Regions from separate parts of the Pan troglodytes genome. Here region 1 is linked to region 2. The links are chromatin contacts, called in public Hi-C maps. All regions are on one chromosome and are shown on one strand. The core of a region is the stretch at or near the end of the contact, and the rest is flanking DNA. Distances in the headings are between cores, read along the strand shown. Region 1 overlaps PRKAR2B (protein kinase cAMP-dependent type II regulatory subunit beta). Region 2 has its middle 82 kb from the start of PIK3CG.

Region 1 (4,273 bases), core at 1,012-3,511, 200 kb before region 2:
CATCTATCCTTTGAGTTACAAAAAATCCAATTACATTTATTTTAAAATATACAATTTTATTATTGACTATGGTCACCCTATTGTGCTACCAAATACTAGGTCTTATTCATTCTTTCTTATGCCAACATAATAAGGCTGAATTTAAATGAACTAGTGCAATGGAGAAAAATGCCAGTATAGATGAAAGTCTCTAGGTGTGATGGACTGCAACTGAATGTTTCTATCACTCTAAAATCCCTCTGTTGAAATCCTAATCACCCAGGATAGTATTAGGTGGTGGAACCTTTGGAAGATGGTTAGGTCATGAGGCTGGAGCCCTCATGAATGGGATTAATGTCCTTATAAAAGAGATCACAATGAGCTCCCTTGCCCCTTCCACCATGTGAGAACACAAGTAGAAGACGCTGTCTGTTAAACAGGAAAACAAGCCCTCACCAGACACCGAATCTTCTGGTGCCTTGATCTTGGACTTCTCAGTGTCCAGACCATGAGAAATAAATGTATGTTGCTTAAGTCACCCATTCTATAACCGTCTGTCATAGCAGCCCAAAAGGACTAAGACACTAGGAAATTAAACATCTTGTTTCCCAATTTGGTATTGGCTGTAATTTGGACTTGTTTTACTCCTAATACTTTTTTTAAAAGAAAATTTTACAAGATAATTAGCACAAATATTGAAATTATTTCCAAGCCTGGCTCTGCATCAGAATAAGCTATAGTATTAAAAAAGATTTCTGAGACACCAGACCTTAATGACTCAAGATCTCTGCATGTAGGGCTCAATAATTCATAAATGCTCCCAAAGTGATTCTGATATGTAATCAGGTTTGGAAATCAGGTATAACACCATTGTATGGACAGCGTTTATTGCAAAACAGAGAAGACTCAAAATAGCTTAATGATTTAGAAACTAATCATAATCAGTTATATCTCTCAGAAAGAATTTTCCATTAGTAACCTACTTCTTCACACCCACTGTGACATATAAAGTCCAGAATTTCAAATACTTTCATCCTGAAGCCATTTCAAAAATCACCTTTCCAAATCATCAGTATAGTCACGTAGATCATGTTAGCCCTAAGGCTAATAGTGACCAAATATTATTTACAGAGTGAGACTATTCTGCAATGGACTTTTCTCTTGGGCTTTTTTTGCTTATCTTTACACACCTGTATTTATAAGGCAGACCTCCAGTCTGTTGACCTTAAAAGAAAAATTTATTTTCTACTCGACTCTCCCTGAGAAGGAGTTATTATAATTAGTCAAGTCACCCTTAAAAAGTAGGCTTGAAATACTAAGTAATTATGTTAATTATTCTAACTTTTTTAGAAAGCTATTATATGTCAGGAGGATTATCACAAACTGCCCATTTTTATAAAATTTAATAACATGTATAGACTACTAAAAAGCTCTGAAAATGCTTAATCCTATCTTAGGAACTTAAGTAGTACGTGCACTAGGAAATTCTGGGTCTTTTATACCCCATTAAAGTTTCTACAAGAGCTAAAAACTATCAGTATTCAAAGAGGCCAACCTATAAAACAGTTGATCTTATTCTGAAGATGTGCAAGGAGGCAGTTTCCTCACTGTGTGACAATCTGACAATCTGAATCTGAATGGCAACCCCATTGGAATGACTACATTTGAAAAGTAAACCTTCCTGAATAAAACAGGTCATGGCAGATGCTAGATTTATCCCACCACTTTAATGACAGGCAGACAAAGACTTCTGTGGGTGAAGGACTGTCCTGGTTTGAAGTTTTTTCTTTGCTGGCTTTGGGTATTCAAATCACTGACAGTTCTTTCCTTTTCCCTGAGACAATTCAGCTTTTCCTCTAAACCTTAAAAAAGTGACTCATCACATTTTTAAATAAGTATATAATAACTGGTTCCAATTAAAAGAAATGTAAAATGTCTTGTCTCTTTGATCAAGAGATATTTTTTATCAGCTGAATTGACTTCAGAGTCAAATGCTGAACTGTGACTAAATAATGTGTGACTTCCATAATGCTATATACAGTAGTCCTTGGAAATGAGACTGTTAACAGACTTCATATTTACTTCAACCTCTTCTCTTTCCACAAAAGGATTTGAGAGAAATAACCCAATAAATGCATGTCAAAACTAGTGGGTGGGCTATTTTCAACAATTTTAAAAGAAAATACATATACTGTAAACATTTCCCTAAATCGATGCTGTTTAAAGTTTGGCCTGACATCAGGCAGTACTGCCATCTCCTGGGAGCTGATGAGAAATGCAAAAATCATGGGCCTCACCCCAGAACCACTGAATCAGAATCTGCATTTTAACTGGATTCCCAGGTGATTTGTAAGCATATTAAAGTTTGAGAATCACTACCTTAAATACAATCCTCCAGAAGGAGCTTTAGTAGGGCCTAATAATTTGCATCCCATCATATGTGAAAATATTGCCCGAATATATCTTTAAACCAGCTTTTAAGTCTTGCGGGAATACCACATTAAGAAATGTATTTAAAAGTACTAATGCTCAGGTCCCAGTGCTGAAGATTCTGATCAATTTGCCCGTGGTGAGGTCTAGGTAAGAGGATTTTTTTTGAGACAGAGTCTCGCTCTGTCGCCCAGGCTGGAGTGCAGTGGCGCAATCTCAGCTTCACTGCAAGCTCCGCCTCCCGGGTTCATGCCATTCTCCTGCCTCAGCCTCCTGAGTAGCTGGGACTACAGGCACCCACGACCGTGCCCAGCTAATTTTTTGTATTTTTAGTAGAGACGGGGTTTCACCGTGGTCTCGATCTCCTGACCTCGTGATCCGCCCGCCTCGCCCTCCCAAAGTGCTGGGATTACAGGCTTGAGCCACCGCGCCTGGCTAGGTAAGAGGATTTTAAAAAAATACTCCAGGTAATTCTGATGTGGGGCACATGAGCACAGCCACCAAGCATTTTTTCCCTACACAACTGCTTTTAAATGCAGAGTAGTTACCAATCAATTTATAGCACCAAGAGCATCCTTTTATACTGGTTTCTCAAACTCCGAATTTCTGATGCAGTAGGTCAGAATCAGTGGGTGGGGCCCCAGAATGGGCATTTCTAAAAAGTTCCCAAGTGATACAGCTGCCAGTGTTCAGGGGACCACACTCTGGGAGCCACCACTTTATCAGATTATAATACTTACCTCAGAAAGCTATCTGAGAAAAAGTACTTAAGGCTGTGTTTGTATGGCTGGTTATTTTCTAAGAGTGGGTAAGACAGGAGCATTCTGAATCTGAGTGTCTTTCCTGGGCCACCAGGTCCCAAGCTCCTGACTGGACTGGAGGAGTGGGGGCAATGACATCAGGATCTGACTTAGTGCAGTCTTAGTGCCCTACAGTTCAGCATTCAGTGGCTGCTTAATAAATTACCTGATGACTGATGATCTTTAAATTAAAATACTACATGCGGCAATTTGTAACACTGTCATAGCAATTGCTACAAATCATAACATTCAGGTCAAATAAGTATTTTACTCACCAAACCCCACAGAGCACCAGGAGAGGTAGCAGTGATTGTAGCTGCTCTGGGTGTATTGTACATTAAGGCCAGTTCGCCGAAACTCCCACGATTATCATAGTTACCAACACATCTTCCAACACCATCACATTTCACATAAATATCAAATGTGCCTCTGTTGGACATATGTAGATTGGAGGTTAATTCAAATAAAATCTCATTAAAATAAAACATTATTTCAGAAAAGAGCCCTGTGAAATAAAAATCTTATTTCCAGCCTGTTATCCCCTCCGATGACAATAAAGGGGAATCAATCTGTGCCATCTGTTCCAGACCATGTGCCTGCTGGGAAAAATGGGACTAAACAATAAAAATTTGGAATAAGGAATGATAAAACTATAACTAAAGACTACAACCAAATAGTATATGCATAAAAAACCATCTGGAGAGGCCGGGTCTCACACCTGTAATCACAGCACTTTGGGAGGCTGAGGCGGGTGGATCACCTGAGGTTAGGAGTTTGAGACCAGCCTGGCCAACATGGTGAAACCCTGTCTCTATTAAAAATACAAAATATTAGCCAGGTGTGATGGCGGGATCCCATAATCTCAGCTACTCGGGAGGCTGAGGCAGGAGAATCACTTGAACCTGGGAGATGGAGGTTGCAGTGAGCCGAGATTGTGCCACTGCACTCCAGCCTGGGTGACAAGAGCAAAACTCCAACTCAAAAAAAAAAAAAAAAAAAAATCATCTGAAGAGGCTGGGTGTGGTGGCTTACTTACACCTGTAATTCCAGCAATTTGGAAGTCC
Region 2 (4,625 bases), core at 1,422-3,921:
GCTGGCTAGGCACGGTGGCTCACGCTTGTAATCCCAACACTTTGGGAGGCCCAGGCGGGCAGATCATGAGGTCAGGAGATCGAGACCATCCTGGCTAACATGGTGAAACTCTGTCTCCACTAAAAATACAAAAAATTAGCCAGGTGTGGTGGCGGGTGCCTGTAGTCCCAGCTACTTGGGAAGCTGAGGCAGGAGAATGGCATGAACCCGGGAGGTGGAGCTTGCAGTGAGCCGAGATCACACCACTGCACTCCAGCCTGGGGGACAGAGCGAGACTCAGTCTCAAAAAAAAAAAAAAAAAAAGAAAGAAAGCTTATTGGCTACTGTGTGTAGACTGGATTGTCAAGGTGGTATGTGAGTGGTTAAGACGAGATTAGCTAGGAGGTACATAAGCACATAAGATGATTGGAGCTGAATCAGCTAATGGTAAACCTTAGAAGGTTTCTTACCTCTGTAAGCCATTGATTCCTCTATCCTCCCTGAGGATGAAGTCACTCAGGGAGAGGTCTAGTTAGTCAGTTTTTCTTCAGTTTCGGAGAGCTACCCAGTATCTTTCTGATATGTATGTGTGTGTTTGTGTATTTTTTTTTCTTATAACCAATTTTCCAGAACTAGTTTCTTTTGTTTGCAACAAAAAATCCTGATAAAAGATTCAAGGAAGAAATGAATAGAGTCCATATGGGATAGGTCCATTCCACAGATACTTAGGAATAAGTACAACTGACTGAACTTGGTGATAGAAAGAATGCATGTGGCCAAGTGGCCAAGGGAGACAGGAGTCAAGAATGACTCTTGGTTTTTAGATTTGAGACTTGGTAGATGATGCACCATTCACTAAGATGAAGGATATTGGAGGAGGATCACATTTCCCACTCCCACTGTGGGGGAGGGATGAGTAACTCAGTTTTGACAAGCTGAGTTTGAAGTGCTTATGGAAATGTCCAATAGATACTCGGTTATGTGGCTCCAGAATTTAGGAAAAAGATCTGGCTGGAGATGGAAATTTGGAAAGCATCGGCTTATTAGTAGCAGCTGAAGCTGTGGGAGTAGATGAAGTCACTCAGGGAGAGTATGTAATACGAAAACAGGAGAGAGAAGAGCTGGGAGGAGAAAAGGAGTCCACCTAGTGAGAAATTGGAGATGGTAGAGTACAAGGGATTGAAGTAAGCATGGAATCTAGGGTGGAAAAGAGTAAAGGAAACTGCTGCCTCCAGTCCTGGGTGGGATTCAGAACTGGCGGTAGCAGTCTGGTTGAATGGTGGCTGTATTGTGATGATCTAGAAGAATAGAATGTGGTGGTGGAGGCGGAAGTGGTATGGAGTCTAAGATTTCCAAGATGGAGCAATTCTGGGGAGTAATTAAACTCAAGGTGTGGTCATGAGACTCAAGGTACTGTGAGCCTAAGGTGGCTTATGCATGGAGATTTAAAGTCCTCCAGGTGGAAGAAGTGACCCAATTGGCCGAGTTTATGTTGAATGTGTAGTGAGGTCAGAGATGAGAATGACAATGAGCGACTAAAGGAAGTATTAATAGTTTGGAAGCGGAAACAGGAGAATTCTGCAACCTTCCTTGCAATACACACAAACAGAGCTTGAAAATACAGAACAGCTCTTACCCTAGTCCCAGAGGACTACAGAAAAGTGGTGTCACAGGGACTGCAGAGCTTCCCTCTATGCAAGGAGAGTAGAGAGCAGGGAATTTATTTGAACAGGTTGAGAATAATAAAGAAGTTTGTTTACCACCAAATGGGGAATCCAGATGATAATAAGAATGAAGGAGGAAAATTGGATTTTGGGAGCAGAATAGGGAAGGGGATAGATGATAACTGTGTTCAAGGATGATGGAGGTGTTACTGGAATTCTGATGACAGTTAAGTTTATGCTGGTGCTCAAGCTTGGTCATTACCCGTGAGTGGTGGCCTTTGCTTTTCTTTGGCTTTCCACAGGACAAAAGTGAAAACAACTGGGCTGCAAGAAACTTTGGGATATTTGTTTTCTCTCAAGAAAGTAATTTTGACTGTAACATAAGAAGCCACTCTGATAGGAATATCCTCCAAAAGTATTGAATTAAGTGTTAACCTGACATTTTAACACCGTAAACATTTTAAACATTAGTTCTTAGTTTTTGCCTTTGCCATACTCTACATCTGAGGTCAGATACAAATGTGCTTCTGTGAAATAGTTTTCTGAAAAGTTTTTGTGAATTATAATTTATATATATATACATAATGTACTTTTTTCTAAAAAGATACATACAGTGGGTTCAAGACAAGGAGGAAGAATTATATCAGTGTGAAAATAGAAGCTATTTGGTCTAAGTTGGAAAACCAGCAAAGAACATTATTTCTTGCTAAAGGATTAGGAAAGACTTAAAATAGTTATCTAAATTGTCAATTCAGGAACATTTTTGTGCAATATACAAAGGGTTCATTAGCCTACTCACAATGATTTTTGACATTGCCTTTTCTTTTTGTCATCCAGACCTACTCTGATATCTTCAGGTAAAGAGATGTAAGAAAGTTCTTTGGAGAAAATCTCAATTCTCTCACAACAGATAAGAGGATACTCTCCAGAAAAAGAGAGCTGAGGGTTCTTGAGCTAATGACTAAAACCCCTAAGGCCACTTCTAGTTGGTTAATTCTGACCCCTGGGGGTTGGTTTCTGTAAACGCATCTACTTCAACACTAAGGCAGGACATGCATGACTATAAACTGGCTGGCCCTGCTTTTAAAAAAGAACCTTCACTGAACTGAAGCAAGAATGTGGAGCCATTCATTACCAAATTGAAGAGAAAAAGTGGTATTAAGAGGCACTTAAATGCAAAAGTGAACTCATTTAAAAAATAAAACAAAACAAAGGACTTCATAATGTACTGGCAATAATAATTACCCAGAAAAGGATGCATTATTTACAAAATCATAAAATGTCATTGTTTGTCAATTTTCTTCATAAAGACAAAAACCGGTAAATCACAGTACCTCTTTCTGTTTTTTTCTTTCTTTCTATCTTTCTTTTTTTTTTTTTTTTTTGAGACGGATTCTCACTCTGTTGTCGAAGCTGGAGTGCAATGGTGTGATCTTAGCTCACTGCAACTTCTGCCTCCCAGGTTCAAGTGATTCTCCTGCGTCAGCCTCTGGAGTAGCTGGGATTACAGGCCCTTGCCACCATGCCCAGCTAATTTTTGTATTCTTAGTAGAGATGTGGTTTCACCAGGTTGGCCAGGCTGGTCTGGAACTCCTGACCTCAGGTGATCCACCTGCCTTGGCCTCCCAAAGTGCTGGGATTACAGGCGTGAGCCACTGCACCCGGCCCTACAGTACCTCTTTCATTAAAGCATCAAATATGTGCCAGGTATGTGCAAATGTACTGTTACATGGCCCATGTAACAGGAGAGAGTAGGATGGTGCCATTTAGCTCTGGGGAAGCTTATATTGGTAATAGATGGAATTAGTAAAGGTAGGAATCTTAACTTATAATTTTATTTTAAAAAGGCACAATAAGTATGAGAATGAAAAAAGATTCAGCATATGAGACTAAGGCTGCAAGGAATTCAGTATTTTTCTCATTTGTCCTAATACCTCATGGTGGAGAATAGGCCCTCGGGGAGCTAAATCTTTAGGTTTGTGAAAGACTGAGAGTTGAATTGCTGCTAATGCCAAGTCCCCAAAATAAAATAAGAAACTAGTTAGCTGAAATTCCTGAAGGTCTTTAATATCACCACAAAATACAGATCATGTGAAAGATTTTGCTCAAGAGCGTCTTCTAAAAATCCTCAAAGAATGCTTTCCCCATTATTTCAACTATTCAGCCATTGATTGATAGAACTGGCTGTAGCATAGAACTATTTCTATGCAGTGGCATTTGATGAGTAGGGTCTCATTTGTGCAAATAGGGTAGAGGTAGGGAAACTTTCTAGTCCTAATACAACTGTGGCCAAGTGGAAGGCTTTGAGTATTTCTACTAGAAAATGTTGTTTCCTGGTTTGACTCCAGAAATTAAATGGTGGGCAACCCAGTAGATCTTAATCAAAACTGTGAGGCAAAATTTGTCCTTGGTCCATTCATCAACACTCCTTCAAGCTTTTTTTTTTTTTTTTTGAGCACGTAGGCCAGGCATGATGGCTCACGTCTGTAATCCCAGCACTTTGGGAGGCTGAGGCGGGTGGATCACTTGAGCTTAGGAGTTCAAGACCAGCCTGGACAACAGGGTAAAACCCTGACTCTAGAAAAAATACAAAAATTAGTCTGGTGGGGTAGTGCATGCCTGTAGTCCCAGACACCCAGGAGGCTGAGGTGGGAAGATTGCTTGAGCCCAGGAGATGGAGGGTGCAGTGAGCCTGGATTGTGCCACTGCACTCCAGCCTGGGTGACAGAGTAGGGCCCTGTCTCAATAAATAAATCAATAAATAAAACACTTATTATGTGTCAGGTATAGGTATAGGGATACCTGGTCCTAAACCTAGTGAAATGAATATTCTAATGAGAGAATAAAATAATGACTACAAATTTTGATGGACATTATTTGGGAAACAGACAGGGGAAAGAAAAAAATGGGAAATATTTAAACTGGGCTTTAAAGATGAAAAGGAGCTTGGGTTGGGCAAGATCTTAGTGGGTCCAAGAATCT

Evidence for each region. Hi-C and Micro-C count contacts between places; a contact is called where the count stands out from the background.
Region 1: a contact with region 2 is called in a Hi-C map of induced pluripotent stem cells, with 4 times the contacts expected there. The contact joins two enhancer-like sites. A contact is called at or near these places in 3 of 7 Hi-C or Micro-C datasets (induced pluripotent stem cells and stem cell-derived neural progenitor cells) and 1 of 1 other capture datasets (stem cell-derived neural stem cells).

Annotation. Positions count from the first base shown.
Region 1 is chr6:122,522,334-122,526,606 of NHGRI_mPanTro3-v2.0_pri, reverse strand. PRKAR2B (protein kinase cAMP-dependent type II regulatory subunit beta) reads right to left here. Exons shown (of 11, transcript XM_001148361.6): 6 at 3,485-3,638. Among named protein-coding and RNA genes, the nearest start is that of HBP1, 23 kb to the left of the region's middle. Within about 2 kb of position 2,261, at least 2 of the 24 cell types and tissues checked have an H3K27ac peak or open chromatin away from gene starts, as enhancers often do. A contact at or near this core is called in induced pluripotent stem cells, where this site is marked.
Region 2 is chr6:122,320,702-122,325,326 of NHGRI_mPanTro3-v2.0_pri, reverse strand. No RefSeq gene overlaps it. Among named protein-coding and RNA genes, the nearest start is that of PIK3CG, 82 kb to the right of the region's middle. Within about 2 kb of position 2,671, at least 1 of the 24 cell types and tissues checked has an H3K27ac peak or open chromatin away from gene starts, as enhancers often do. A contact at or near this core is called in induced pluripotent stem cells, where this site is marked.